Linked DNA regions of Danio rerio: region 1 is linked to region 2. A link is a contact called in public Micro-C data. All regions are on one chromosome and are shown on one strand. Each heading gives the region's core, a stretch centred on a gene start, on an enhancer-like site or on the middle of the called end of the contact. The rest is flanking DNA. Distances are from core to core; before and after follow the strand shown. Region 1 holds the start of sephs3 (selenophosphate synthetase 3). Region 2 holds the start of fam120c (family with sequence similarity 120 member C).

Region 1 (6,858 bases), core at 3,962-6,461, 150 kb before region 2:
AATATTCATTTTCAAAATGGGGTGTACTCAATTATGCTGAGCACTGTATACTTTATAACCGTAAACCTTAAAACACAACACAATGCAGTGCAAAATAAATAAATGTGTTATCTAATCAAACTGAGCTGATTTAATTGCATATACCAAAATATTTGCTAATAAATTTTGTTTTGTTGTCATCAAAAAAATAAAAATAAAATAAATAAATAAATATATATATATATATCATGCATAGTTTAATTTTTGCAGGAGTAAAGCCATTCTTAATAGGTTTGGTTTAAAATATGTATATTTAATGTGAATATTCCATCATTATTTTAATAAAATTATTTAAATGGCAAAATTACAAACTGCTCGCACACTTTTAAACATTGTTGGACTTTAATATATGTAATTATAATATAATAATAATCACTTCAACCAGTTGATCTAATGTTTTATGTTTTTCTTAATTTATTTCTTTGTTCCAAAAACTTTGTAGATGACCTCATAACAATGTTCAGATGCAGAAAATATTAAAGGGATGGTAATTGTTATTGTTAAAAATATTCCCTGACATTTCACATCATTTCTAGACTTTTAATTGATGTTCACTTGTTTTTAAACTTTATTATTTTATTTTTGTTAAGTATTATGCACAAAGACTATAAACAAACTCCTTTAATATCGTTGGTTAAATTAAATTATTTATTTTAATATTAGTAATAGTTATTTTCATGGTGGCTAAGTGCCAATGGTTAGCGCTGTCACCTTAACGCAAGATCACTAGTTGACGTGGGCTTCCTCTGGGTGCTCCGGTTTCCCCCACAATGGAAAAAACTAAATTGGCCATAGTGTATGTGTGTTTCCCAGAACTGGGTTGCGTTTAAATTATGCTGGATGAGTTGGCGGTTCATTTTGCTGTGGTGACCCCTGATGAATAAAGGGACTAATTCGAAGAAAATAAATGAATCAATTTGACGGTTTGAACACTTCAGAGATGCACGAATGAAGACTTCAGTTTTTCAGTACCGGCGGCTTTCAGCAGGGGTCTCGCTTCACATCTTCATACACGTCATTCTTCCGCTGAGATGACGTGTCTGTCTGTGTTTCATTGGGTGAACAGACCCGAGTACTGCTCTCTTTTTAGGTTTGAGTGAGTAGAGATTCAACCAACAGCCCGGAGATCAACATGAAGCTAGTATTAACAACTCTTCTGGCTCTTTGTCTGAGCTTCTGTGCAGGTAATTAGCTTTTCCGTTAATTTAATATTGCACTCTTCATTCAGGTATTCGCGAACGATGAGGTGTCACATGCTAACGTACAGTAAATAAGTTCCGTTTTCTTTCTCTGTCGTCTAACGTTACTTGATTTCATTAAGCTGTTATTTTAGATAATGTATGCGTATTTTCCTCCTCAGCTGAGACTTGCACAGACCCGGTGATTTCTCCGTCTTCATACACGACGACAGACGCGCTCATCTCCTCCGAGACTGTGTTCATCGTTGAACTGAGTCTGGCGTGTGCAAACGGGGCTCAGGTGAGTGAATTAACCGTCGGTGAGCAGACGTATGTGTTAATGACACTAAAAACAACTGACCAGGCTTTTGTTTTGTTGTAGAGCGTCGCCCTGTACGCTGATGTCAATGGCAAGCAGTTCCCTGTGACCAGAGGCCAAGATGTTGGCAAATACCAGGTTAGGGTACTTAAGTTTTCAACAACGAGCAGTAAATGTTTAAATCACTTAAATGTTAAGTTCAAAATGTAAATGCTGTCATTTACTCATCCTTTGACTTGTTTCAAATCAGTTTGAGCTTTTTTGAAAGATGTTTTGAAGAATGTTAGAAACTGGTATCTTAGCCATTGACTTCCCTAGTAAGAAAAACTCATACTATGGATGTCAGTGATTATCAGTTTCCAATGCTCTTCAAAATGTCATCTTTTGTGTACGACAGACAAAAAAAGGTGGTTTAGAACGAGTCGAGTGAGTAAACGATGACAGAATTGTCATTTATGGGTAAACCATTGTAATTATTTATTTCTGTCCAGGTGTCATGGAGTGTTCCTCATAAGCAGGCCAGCTCAGGCACATATCAGGTCAAGTTCTTTGACGAGGAGTCTTACAGCACTCTACGAAAGGTTGGTGAAATTTGGCAGTGATTGATTACTCGCCTTCATGTCATTCCAAATCTGTGAATGTAGAAAATATGAAGCACAATAGTTGGGTATTGGAAGTAAATATTCCTTTCATTAAAATTATAAAACTTCAAAAAAACAGACCTGCTGTGAGCTCAAATGTTATTGGATAGGATATAGTTGAACGCATCTGTTTTATAGTGGAATTTGTGCAGGAAAAATACCAAAATACTCATGGTGCTGGACAAAAGATTGCACCAAAAACAGTAGAGGCATGTTAAGTGGTTATGTAGCTCTGCCCACTACTGTGAAGGACCTAAAATGGTCAGTCTTCCTAACCTCACAGTAAACTTATGTATTTGCATATATTTTTCAACTTTAAAGAGTTAAGTTTCTTTTTTTTTTTTGTTTCATTGTGGCATTTACTGTGCTGGATGGGATTACAGATCCTTATCAAAAGGACAAAATATTGTCATTCACCCTCCACTTTCTTCACTAAAGCTTCCCCCCACATAAGTGAACTACATGGGGCCAGAAATCTTTAATAACATGCTTTAACATCCTTTATGCATAAGAAACAACTGCAGGTTTGGAATAACTTGAGGAATGTGCAAAATGACCAAATTGTTGTTTTTGCCGAATTTGTTCCAACTTTTCTGCTGAATGTGTTTCCAGGCTCAAAGAAACAATGAAGATGTCGACGCCATCAAGCCTTTGTTCTCTGTAAACGTGGATCACAGGGTGAGTGAACATGCTGATCTCCATCAACAACAAACAGTACACCTAAGAAGAACCTAAAAGTTGATTATCAATGAAATAAGTTCGCTGGAGCTGTCGCCTCACAGCAAGAAGGTTACTCGTTTAAGCCTTGGCTATGTCAGTTGGCATTTCTGTGTGGAGTTTGCATGTTCTCCCCTTGTTCATGTGGGTTTCCTCCGGGAAAGACATGCGCTGTAGGTAAATTGGGTAAGCTAAATTGTCCGTTGTGTATGAGTGTTAATGAGAGTGAATGAATGTTTCCAAGTGCCTGGTTGCAGCTTGAAGGGCATCCAATGCATAAAACAAATGCTGGATAAGTTGGTGGTTCATTCTGCTGTGGCAACACTTGATTAATAAAGGGACTAAGCTGAAGGAAAATGAATGAGTGAATGACTTTTACTATACCTTTCAAATGGAGCAGAACCTTATTCAAAGTTGCTGACCCCAAACTTCTGAATCTCCCACCACTTTATGTAGGTTTACTTGAACTTTTTTGCATGAAATAAGATCTTACTGTAGCGTCCTGGTTAAAAGATGACTGACTCTCAAACACTGATGGTTCACATCAGATTTATTCAGATTCAATAGAACTATTACACAATATAGCATCATGAATCCCTGTAAGAACTAGAGAGAAAACAAACACAAAAGAATCCTTAAAGTTAAAACACTAAACCAACATAAAAAAAAAAAACATTAATATGAAATTATAAAAAAATCAATCAAAATGACCTCATTATTTTCGGTAAACCAGGAGCTAAAACTCAAAAATAGGGGAATCCATGAGATTGTATTCCATCCCTGACGTGCTTTGCTTCACATCCATTAATATAGGAGTCATATATTGGTAGGCTCTGTTATCCGTGTCATAATTAAAGTCCCCAACCATAACTTAATTCATTCAACAAAATCAAACCACGCAGAAAATAAAACTAAATAATTCTTAATCATAAACAAAGTAATTACTTTTTCATTACACTAGCACTTAGAAAATATACCTTATTACAGGATTTCACACATTTCTACTACTAGTTTGCAGATTTGCTCCTTGAAGTGCTTGTTTTTTAATGTATTTCTGAATTTCAGGGTGCGTGGAATGGTCCATGGGTGTCAACGGAGGTCTTGGCTGCACTGATTGGCATTATGGTTTACTACCTGGCCTACAGCACCAAAAGTGCCATCCAGGCTTAAGAAGAGAAGAATTGCCATTTCCATTGTTCAAACTGGTCTTCATTACATCTTCATCTCCATTACATATTTGACATTTAATGTGCAGATTTTACTGCCACGGAAACCATAGTTAGAACCTGACACAGATCAAAATATGGACAAAGACAATTATTATAAAGTGGTGTTATGTTTGCTTTGTTTTTTTTTTTAATCTGATATTGTCAAATAAAGGACAGAATTTTTCATTTGTGCTATTAATTTTAAACCTCAAAAGCTCTGAGGTGATTATCGGTGACTCCTCATCATCAAAGTCCAGTTCTGTGTTTTTGGAGTGTCCCAAATATCGATGAAATTCATTGAATGTGGGAATAAACAACTTTTCTGAAAGTTTTTCTGTCACATTTTTGAAGCTTGTTTAATTAATCACTTTTACTCTATGTATACTTTTACTCTATGTGCGTGTTTCAATGTGTTGTTTGAATGGAAACAATGACGTGGGTATACCAATCTAAACATTATTTGTGATTCCTCTCATAAACCAAAAGACTTCAAAATCATGGTAAAGTTAAAATTTTTGTCCAGTTTTCTGAGCGTCATGTGTAGGGGTTGGTTGGCGGCTAGAAAGCCCAGTTTGTACAGTATTAATACATGACCATGGAGACATATTAAAGCATGTGCGTGCCAGTGTATACATAGTTAAGTGCATTTGAATAATTTCTCCAACTTTTTTAGCCACTTTTCGCATATTATTAATTTTGTTGGCGTGTATACAGACTAATTGCAATACTTTAAGGAATGAAAAGCACGGTAATTTTTCTCGAGTACCTTTTTTGTGTAAATTTGCATGAACACAACCGTCTAATGCACCTTTATTGTAGAACCACAATAGGGAGCTCACAATTGAGATTGTGCCATGTTTGTTTTTTTAGAGGGGGATTAAATGTGACCAGGCAAGTCCAAAACGAGTCAGCGATGGTTTAATTTGGTGCAAGATGAGTTTTCACGCACCTCGTTTTTTATGTACTGTATATTTCAACAGTACTTTTATCTGTTAACGACGAACTTTGTAACGTGTGTCTGAAAGTAACACCGCGCTCTCCTCAGGATAGTGAGATGGTTTAGTCCGCAAGCGCGGAGCGTCTCTACTGCTCTCGGTGTTTAAGCGTGTACATCAAACACGCTCTCTGCTCTCTCCGGCAGGATCAGTCATTTCGTAAAACGCCTCATCTTTTTTTCTTTTACCACCTCTTCATCTGCATGAGGAATACATACTGATTTTACCATGTCGGGTTCCGAGCCACCGTCAGGGGACTCTGGTGGAGCGGGAGGGTATGCAGTCTTTTACCCGGCGGGATACCAGGCGTTGAACCCGGAGGAGCACGGCCTAGACCGCGGCTTCCGACTCACGGCCTTCTCTGATATGAAAGGATGAGGGTGTAAAGTCCCGCAGGAGACTCTGCTCAAACTCCTGCAGGGACTGGAGCCTGACCGGCCGCCCGGAGAGGATGGCGGTTTGGGGACGGGTGTTGGAGACGAAACCGCTGACTTTGGGCTTGTTTCGGCTGCTCAGGGTCCTCGACTAGGTAAAGTATGACCTGTCACACCGACGCTGTCAAATAGCGAGCATTGATTCGGTAATAGTTCTTGTGAATCGGATCTTTTAAACGAATCGGTTGAATCAAGAGACTCAATCAAAATTTTTTTTTTTATAACCTTAAGTTAGCACCTTACTACTAACGTTACCAAGGTTGAGCAAAGTGCTTTACACAAGTAAAACAAATTATACAACACAGATAAAAGGCAAACAATGCCAAAACAATACAAGAAATGTTAATAAAATACAGCAAAAGATGAAGTTTTAATACTCTGGAGAAAGAGCATTTGACGTTAAGTGAGGGTTTGACTGTTAATTAGGTTAATTAAGTGGCTGAATAGCAAAGTTTTTATAAAAAAAAAAAAAAACACGATGTAAACTTATTGCATGATAGACTTGCAAAATTAAAACATTTATTACCACCTTCTGTTCACAAAGCCTGTTCAAAAGAACCGATTCGCGAAATGAGTTCCAGGAATTGCTATAAAAACTGACAATTAAAAGGTTTCCAATTATTGTCTTTGCAAAACCGGTTGATTATCACTACTGTCAAACCTGTTTATATGCAATAGTTTGGTGCAACGTTGTTTCCTGTAAACTTGCCAAAACACACCAACAACCGTTTGTGTTCTGTGGATTCAGCATAGCATGTGTTGTAATCTCTTGTAATGTCAAACATAAAACTGCAAAGTTATTTTGTTAATGTATTTTAGAAAACCATCATTAATCTGTCTTGAAGGATCAGAAAACATCTGTTTCACTGAGCACTTTGTTTAACCTTTGATTCATCCTGTTAATTTAAAACCATTATTAACTATCGATATAACCCAGTCATTTAAAAGAGATGTGAACTATGCACCTAAGTTTTAGTCAATGCTTATTTCTGGGAACAAATCATAAATCCTGATTACATGTTTCTTACTCCGTGGTATTATAAAATTATTTTTAATCACAATAGTATGTGCTATTTAAATGTGCATGCATTTTTTCACATGTAATGGATATCAATGAAAAAAATAATAATTATGTTCTTTCTTGGTTCAGGTATTGGAATGGACTCATGTGTGATCCCACTAAGACATGGAGGTCTCTCCCTGGTCCAAACCACAGATTTCTTCTATCCTTTAGTGGAGGACCCTTACATGATGGTGGGTGCACTCTGTTAATGTTACAAGCACCTCACATACTGTATGTATGAAGCTCATCTCTGTTTTTTTTTTT
Region 2 (7,444 bases), core at 293-2,792:
CACTGCAAACTGAGTTGACACTTATCACGGGTGATTTAAAGCAGTCTGCTGCGGTGCACTTCTGTTTGATTTAGCGCTGGTGTTCCACAATCAGCTATTACAGCCAAGTTTGCCTTTGGCGCGCTCTAGTGTCGTTTATGTGTAGCTATAGTTTGAGCTGTTCAGCGATGACGTCAATTTGTAGGCCAATGCATTCGTCATGGGTTTGTCGATTCATAAGGTCTAAAATTACTTGAAAAGATTTTCTCATCTTTTGCTACACTGTTGACATGTAGTCATTGCTCTAACATTTGAAATTGATTCGTTAGCAGGTGGCAATGCAAAAAAAGTATTAATAGTAATATTAAATTTGTAATTTTATTAAAAAAAAAAAAAAAAAAAAATATATATATATATATATATATATATATATATATATATATATATATATATATATATATATATATATGTGTGTGTGTGTGTGTGTGTGTGTGTGTGTGTGTGTATATATATATATATATATATATATATATACTTTTTTTTTTATAAAATTACAAATTTAATATTACTTAATATTGCTTTAATAATAATAATAATAATATATATATATATATATATATATATATATATATATATATATATATATATATATATATATATATATATATATATATATATTCATTTGTAATAGTAGTAAATGCTAATTTCAAGTATAAAATTTATATATTTAACTTTATATATTTTATTAATTTTATATATCAACACAAGACTTTATATTAGGCTACATGATTAATGATTATTGTAAAGGTGACATCAGTTTAACTTCAATTGTATTGTAACCAAAAGCCTTCAATGTACACACACACACACACACACACACACACATATACATACATACATACATATATATATATATATATATATATATATATATATATATATATATATATATATATATATATATATATATATATATATATATATATATATAAAGACATATTAGTATTAGGTCTATGTAAAAAGGGAACTATCTATCTATCTATCTATCTATCTATCTATCTATCTATCTATCTATCTATCTATCTATCTATCTATCTATCTATCTATCTATCTATCTATCTATCTATCTATCTATCTATCTATCTATCTATCTATCATGCTGGATGCGTAAACCTAAATGTGCCGAAAAGTGTTCTTTAAATTTGACAGACAAAATTAATTTGTCAAATAATTCTTTCTCATTCTGCATAGCCCTTGTTATCACTCTTGCAGTCCACGTTCCTCACATGTTTATTGCCACAGTACTTGAGAATTTCAGATACAGTGATTTTTATCCAGTTTTTCCAACTGAGCCGATTTTCCCTATCTTCATTTGAATGAACCTTTCCTTTTGGATAAGGCACGCATCACGTCTCTCTCTTTGATGTTCTGGTCGTTGTAGTCTTTTACTCGAGACCACAGATACATTGTCACAGATACTGAACTACATCCCCCAGTGACGAGGCTCGTCGCTCCACCCACTTCCCTCGGCTCTCCTGCCCTCCCACTTTCTGTCGGTCCGCGGGGAAGTCGCAAGATGGCCGACGTCGCATGAAAGTATGTTCCTCTCCTCAACATGAAGTCGTGAGTGAGATAGAGAGCGAGGGAGCTTACGTCGGGCTTTTGTTTTTGTTTTATTTTAGTTGTTTTACTTTATTTTCCCCTTAGTTATTCATCTCATTCCGAATAGCGGCAGCCCCAGATTTGTCTCGACTAGTTGACGCGTCAATCACGCCGGGATCTTGGCTAACTGGCTAAGTGCGCGAGCTAGTTTGTTAGCCACAAACTGTAGCTCTTATAACTGTTAACCAGTACAGGACATACTGTATTCGCCATCGGCTAGAGTTAGTTTCAACTACTTAACGGGCACGTTTGATAGCAAGGGCGTAGTTGTTGCTCAGTTAGCAGCTAGAAGGGTTACAAATAGGATTATATTTTGATGTTACCAACACTGTCGACATCATAACTGTAGCGTGCGCGCCGTTATCCTCCATCGTTACGCTGTAGACCGTGCAACATCGGAATTGATCGAAACGGAGAGACTTTGGTGGGATTTTAGCACGTTGACACACTTAGGAATGGACACAAATTGCACTTACACGACCAAATGTAAAGAAATAGCCACGCGTATCTGAAATTTTACAGGGGGTCGGATGACAGTTGCATTCGTCGGATAATTACTGGACATTTCAGCTTTTTAGTTACCTAACTACAACCGGTCAGATCGAGATCTGAGCACATAACCTACAATTCAACTTGTTATCAAGGTTCATCCATCTCACGCGCTTAGACACACATTCAGTATGGGAGTTCAAGGGTTTCAGGAGTATTTGGAGAAGCGCTGCCCCGGGGCGGCAGTTCCAGTAGATCTCCTCAAGCTCGCCCGCACGGCAGGCCGACAGCCCCCACACCACCATCCACACCACCACCACCATCCCCATCATCCCAGCTCGCTGCCTCCGCCTCCCCCGCCAGCTCGCATTCTGGTTGACGCAGACTCCGGCCTTCAGCGACTCTACGGGGGCTACCAGACCGACTGGGTTTGTGGAGGCGAGTGGAATGCAATGCTCGGCTATCTGGCGGCCCTCTCCCAGGCCTGTTTGTACCAGGGCGGACTGGAGCTTGTGGTGGTTTTTAACGGCACGCTTGGGAAGGATCGCTGGCCGGAGTGGGCGCGGCGGGCGCAGGGGCAGCGGCAGACCGCACAGCTCATCGTCAACCACGTCGGAAGCAAGGCCACGCCCCCTCCGCGGGCCTGGTTCCTGCCCCCGGCCTGCCTGAGCCACTGTGTCCGCCTCGCCATGTTCCGATTCCGCGTGCGGGTGAGTGGCCTGATGCCCTCCTCGAGAGGAATTGTTATTAAACCAGTATGTGCTGCAAATGCTTTACCTGCTTTAACTAATTGTCTTATTGTAATGTAAATATGTGCCAAAGTTCATATGCCTTAGTTTAATATTTGATTAATAAAATGTTTAAAAACGATTGATGGTTTAAAATTATGATTCCAGTCCAATAAGTAGCTCTTAAAATCTGTTATTGAGCAGGTCTCCTCATCAGAACTGGTGTGATATTACATGACCAGTCGAATAATTAAATTTGCTATAATTTATTACAAGTTTTTTTTTATGAATTTCGAAGTTGTATTTTCAGCGTCAGGTATGTCAGGTGGCAATGCACATTTTTACATAAAAATGTGTACTATTTCCATTAGAGTGTTGATGCTTTTCTGTTTTCATTCAGTTTATGAAGGTGCTGTAAGCTGAATCATCAAATTTTAATGCTTACTGTGCAGTAATACTATATTTTGTTGATGAAACATACTTTTATTGTACATTTCAACACATTTACCATCAGCACAGAAGTTTCATCTATTGTGTTTAACATTTTTTTTCCTCAAACAAACATTCTTGAGTTTAAAATTTAAGTCGGAACATGCGGCAACTCCATTGTTCTCCTCCTGTAATTACAACATTGTCTGTTCTTGTGAATATGATCTATCTAACATGACTTGAATTAGTAACCCTCAGACTAATCATGGCTGGACAGTCATTAGCACAGTTTTAGCTCATTTGTAGTGTTGATTTGAAACTAAACTTTCAGACTCATTTTAAAATACAGTACATTTGTAATAATATAGCATTAATAACACCCGGGACATGAAATGTAAATAACTGTAACTAATTTCTGATAATTTCTGAAAATATTTTAAACTATATATTCATAATATTTTTAACTAGGGGTGTGTTTACACTTGTCAGGTTTGGTTTGACTCAAGCAGACTGATGTGATTGCTCTGCCAGAGTGGTTTGTCCGAAAGTTGTTAAAGGGCCATGAAACCCCCTCGTTTCAGCAGGGTGTTTTCACACCTCTACTTTGGAAAAAGTCAGAAAAGTGGGCGTGTCCAGCTCTGTTTAGGGGGGAGTGTCGGAGGAAGAAAAGAGGCTTGGTATGGGAGTGTCTATTTGGGCGCGCTGAATTTCAGAGTCAAAACACACAACCACAGCGGACAATGTGACTGTGTTTACATGGACATCTGTAGTCGAATTATTTGCCAAATTATTAAATGGTGGACTTTAACTGCAGTTTGGCTCTTTCATTCAGGGAATTCATTCATGTCCCTCCCGACAAACGAGATATTTGATTCGAGGATCTGCTCTAAGCGTGTATTTTTCATGCAATGTTTGATACCGCACGGCGAATGAGAGAAAAAAAAACTCAGCATTTCCCGGAAACTTAGATGCACACGGCAGGTAGCGTCAGAAAGCCGCGTGTGTTATTCCGGTCACAAAATCCTACACGAGGTTATAGTTTGGTTGTAACTGTTAGTGCTAACTTGTTTACACTGGTGCAATAGTTTGATACGAATAAAATACGAACTGAATAAACAGAGAGCACTGGTCGCTCACTTACCAAATCTGTAGAGACAGGACAATCCACAGCAACTAGAGCCGCGTCTTTATTTAAGGAGACTACAAGCGAATCCAGATCTCAGCGTTTGCAGATGAGAACAGCTCTCAGGTAAACAATGTTCCTCCTTAGACACGTAAGTTATTGTTGTCGCGCGTCGCGTACACTGTTAATCCACACGTGACTCAGAGCTCTCACAGAGAGAAAATGAAAACAAAACTTAACTGCAGCAAACAATAAAAGCAACACTTCACGCTTGTTTTGCCAATACAACGTGGCGTCTCTGCCGTCTACACTTTGACAGCAATAAATATTAATGAAGTTGCACAATAGAGCGCGCTGATTGGTTTGAACCAAGCCTTACTCATGCATTAATGCATCACACTGTAAGACGTAATAAGACTCACTCTGGCTCAGACGCCCAGTCTGCACGCTGGAATACACGCTATTATGTCATGGCCATGACGCAGCTTCAAAAATTCGTTTCAAACCGGAAGTACGAATTTGCTTGAAATAATGCAAAAACAACCAATTTACACTTTTTAGTGAAATATAGGTGTCCTAATAGTGTTTTTAGCAGTGTGGGACACATATACGACTGTCAACAGCTCAAAAAATGTGTTTTGGTGTTTCGTGACCCTTTAAGCACTAAACAAGCTTCCAAGGCAACTCTGGTGTGGTTCTACTATAATGTAAATGCAACATTGACCAAACACATCTAAAGTAGCAAAAAAACCCGACATTATTTCAGAAAATGGAACCTATAAAAAAGGTCAAGGAAGGTTGTTTTTCTTCTTTCTAGCTGCAAATTACAGATCAGTACAGGCATCAAAATGTGTCTCCTTTTAGCAGATTGCTTTGTTTGGGCAATGGATAAGTTCCTGGCTGTATTTTGACATTTTTTACTAGGGCTGGTGACATGAAAATGAAATTAAATGCGACTTGATGATCATACATTACATGCAATTGTCTTGCACATCTTGTCAGGGAAGTACAGTTGTGTTTAGTAGTAAATCTTTTTCCGAAGGCTGGAGTGTCTTAAAATTACATGGTTATGAAGTTCTCTCATAGCAGAACTTATTTCAAGCACTTGTCTGAAGTAATTAAAGGATTTTGTAGTAAAAATGTGTTGTTAAATGTGGCATTTACTACACACAGGCAAAGTTTACTGAGAATCAAGAAGTGATGCAAAGAGCTGTCATTATCACAGAAAAATAATGATTTCGTTGTTAGTTTCTATTTCGTTTTGACTTTCTTTTCAAATTCAGTTAGTTTTAATTAGTTTTTAGAGGGAGATTTACTAGTTTTCATCAGTTTCTTTATTATATGAAAATAGATTAGTTTAGTTTTTATTAGTTTCAATGTATTTTTTTTTTCTAAATAAGGATTATTTGTTTGCAAGATTCAAAATCAACAGAATATATGTTGTATAATAAAAACTCAGTCATATATTTTTTGAAACATGTATTCAGATGACACATGAACGCTGTCATCTACCACTACCATCTATCCATCCTCAATTTTCAAATACAACAGCCCACAAGATAGCAGCCTTAAGGCGGATTTATACTTCTGCGTCAAGCGCATTGACGCATAGCCCTACGTCGTGGCCGTCAGCGTTGCTGATGTGCACCTCTTAAAAAAATGTAACTACACGCCGCAACGACGAGTAATGCAAGCTCTGTGATTGGTTGACTTGGTAGCGCTGACGAGTCTGGGCAGGGCTGAATGTCGCGTGAGCCCGATGGAGTGATTGTTCACAAGTGTGGAATCCCATGAAGGAGCTCTGGATAGAAAGTTTTGTTTAGTGTTTACCTCATGGTTAAAGTTGTTGCCAGTCCGCCGGTTGCTGCCTCAAAATGAGCGAGTTTGAGCCACTTGTTCATTAAGGAAGCATTCAGGAAAAACAAAACACAAAGAAACTTGACACAGAGGAACATTTAACACCTCACTGCCAACTAGAGTTTCAGAAGTGTTAATGCAGGCTTTAAGTACAATATGTGTGCAAGGCTGCTCCTGAGGTTAGATACACAGTAGTTCAGATTTTTAATGCGGTTGTTAGGACTCAACATTATGTAGTCAGCAATAGTAATTTCATCCAGTTAAAACATCACCATGATCTAAAAAATGTCTTACTGTAAAGTTTTGCAACCCTACTAACGCATGATTCAGTTATTTAAATTCCATTACAAATTTTCTGTTATGAAATAAACTTATGATTTTCACCAGATCCTTTCATTTAAGCCCTCGGGTCACACGCTGCAGTTGTTCAAGTTTAGTTCACTCACAGCAGGCTGTCATGTACTGTTTGTGTTTGGTTCACTGAATCACGCATGCGCAGTATCATCGGTTAACCACTTCTCAAAATTGATCTATGCAACGGTACTGTTCTAATAACTGAATAAGAGTATATATTGGATTATATTTAGTCAGAGGGGGTATTAGGCTTGTTAAAAAGCAAGTAGTTTGTGAATAAGTGCTTAAAAAGATTTGTTTGCGATACAGAAATAAAACCCGTTATTGGGCACAAATGTGTTAAAGTAATAGTTTTAAAAGGCCATGAAACCCCCTTGTTTCAGCAGGGTTTTTTTCAAACCTCTATGCTGTTCTATCTAAAAACGTTGAAACGTTTTACTGACAAAATGAAAATGGCTTACATTTTAGATACAATTTTACACAAAACAAAGAGGGGAAAATAAACCTACAATAATGCTTTACTAAATAAATCACCTGCTTTAAATTGTCTGAATAACTGATTCATTATGAATAAATAAAAATTACATTTTAAAAAATTTAGAATTTTATGTATTTCATATTTACAAATAGAAAATGCTATATTTGAAGCATTAGTCATGCAATGTTTATATAGTTTGTATTGTACAAATTTTAAAAGCTGATTTATATTTTTGCGTCAAGAGATCAGTGTGACCCAAGGGGCCTGCCTTTTGCGTAGTTGTGCATTTATAGTTCTGCATGCTGTTTGTGTTGCTCTGCAACGATACTTTCGCTAGCTAGCAAT

The links. Hi-C and Micro-C count contacts between places; a contact is called where the count stands out from the background.
Region 1: a Micro-C map of caudal fin shows a contact between it and region 2, with 5 times the contacts expected there. The contact joins the promoter of sephs3 here to the promoter of fam120c in region 2. A contact is called at or near these places in 8 of 18 Hi-C or Micro-C datasets (caudal fin, embryo, hematopoietic stem cells and 1 more) and 4 of 4 datasets of contacts at active chromatin or transcription factors (caudal fin, embryo, gastrula embryo and 1 more).

The regions. Positions count from the first base shown.
Region 1 is chr23:21,468,817-21,475,674 of GRCz12tu, reverse strand. It overlaps sephs3 (selenophosphate synthetase 3), which reads left to right and starts at 5,211. Exons shown (of 8, transcript NM_001004295.2): 1 at 5,211-5,626; 2 at 6,682-6,785. The coding sequence starts at 5,326. It overlaps ssr4 (signal sequence receptor, delta), which reads left to right and starts at 1,104. Exons shown (of 6, transcript NM_001002082.1): 1 at 1,104-1,223; 2 at 1,400-1,518; 3 at 1,600-1,674; 4 at 2,028-2,117; 5 at 2,790-2,855; 6 at 3,960-4,439. The coding sequence starts at 1,172. The coding sequence ends at 4,064.
Region 2 is chr23:21,311,738-21,319,181 of GRCz12tu, reverse strand. fam120c (family with sequence similarity 120 member C) reads left to right here and starts at 1,542. Exons shown (of 16, transcript XM_680985.9): 1 at 1,542-2,840. The coding sequence starts at 2,322.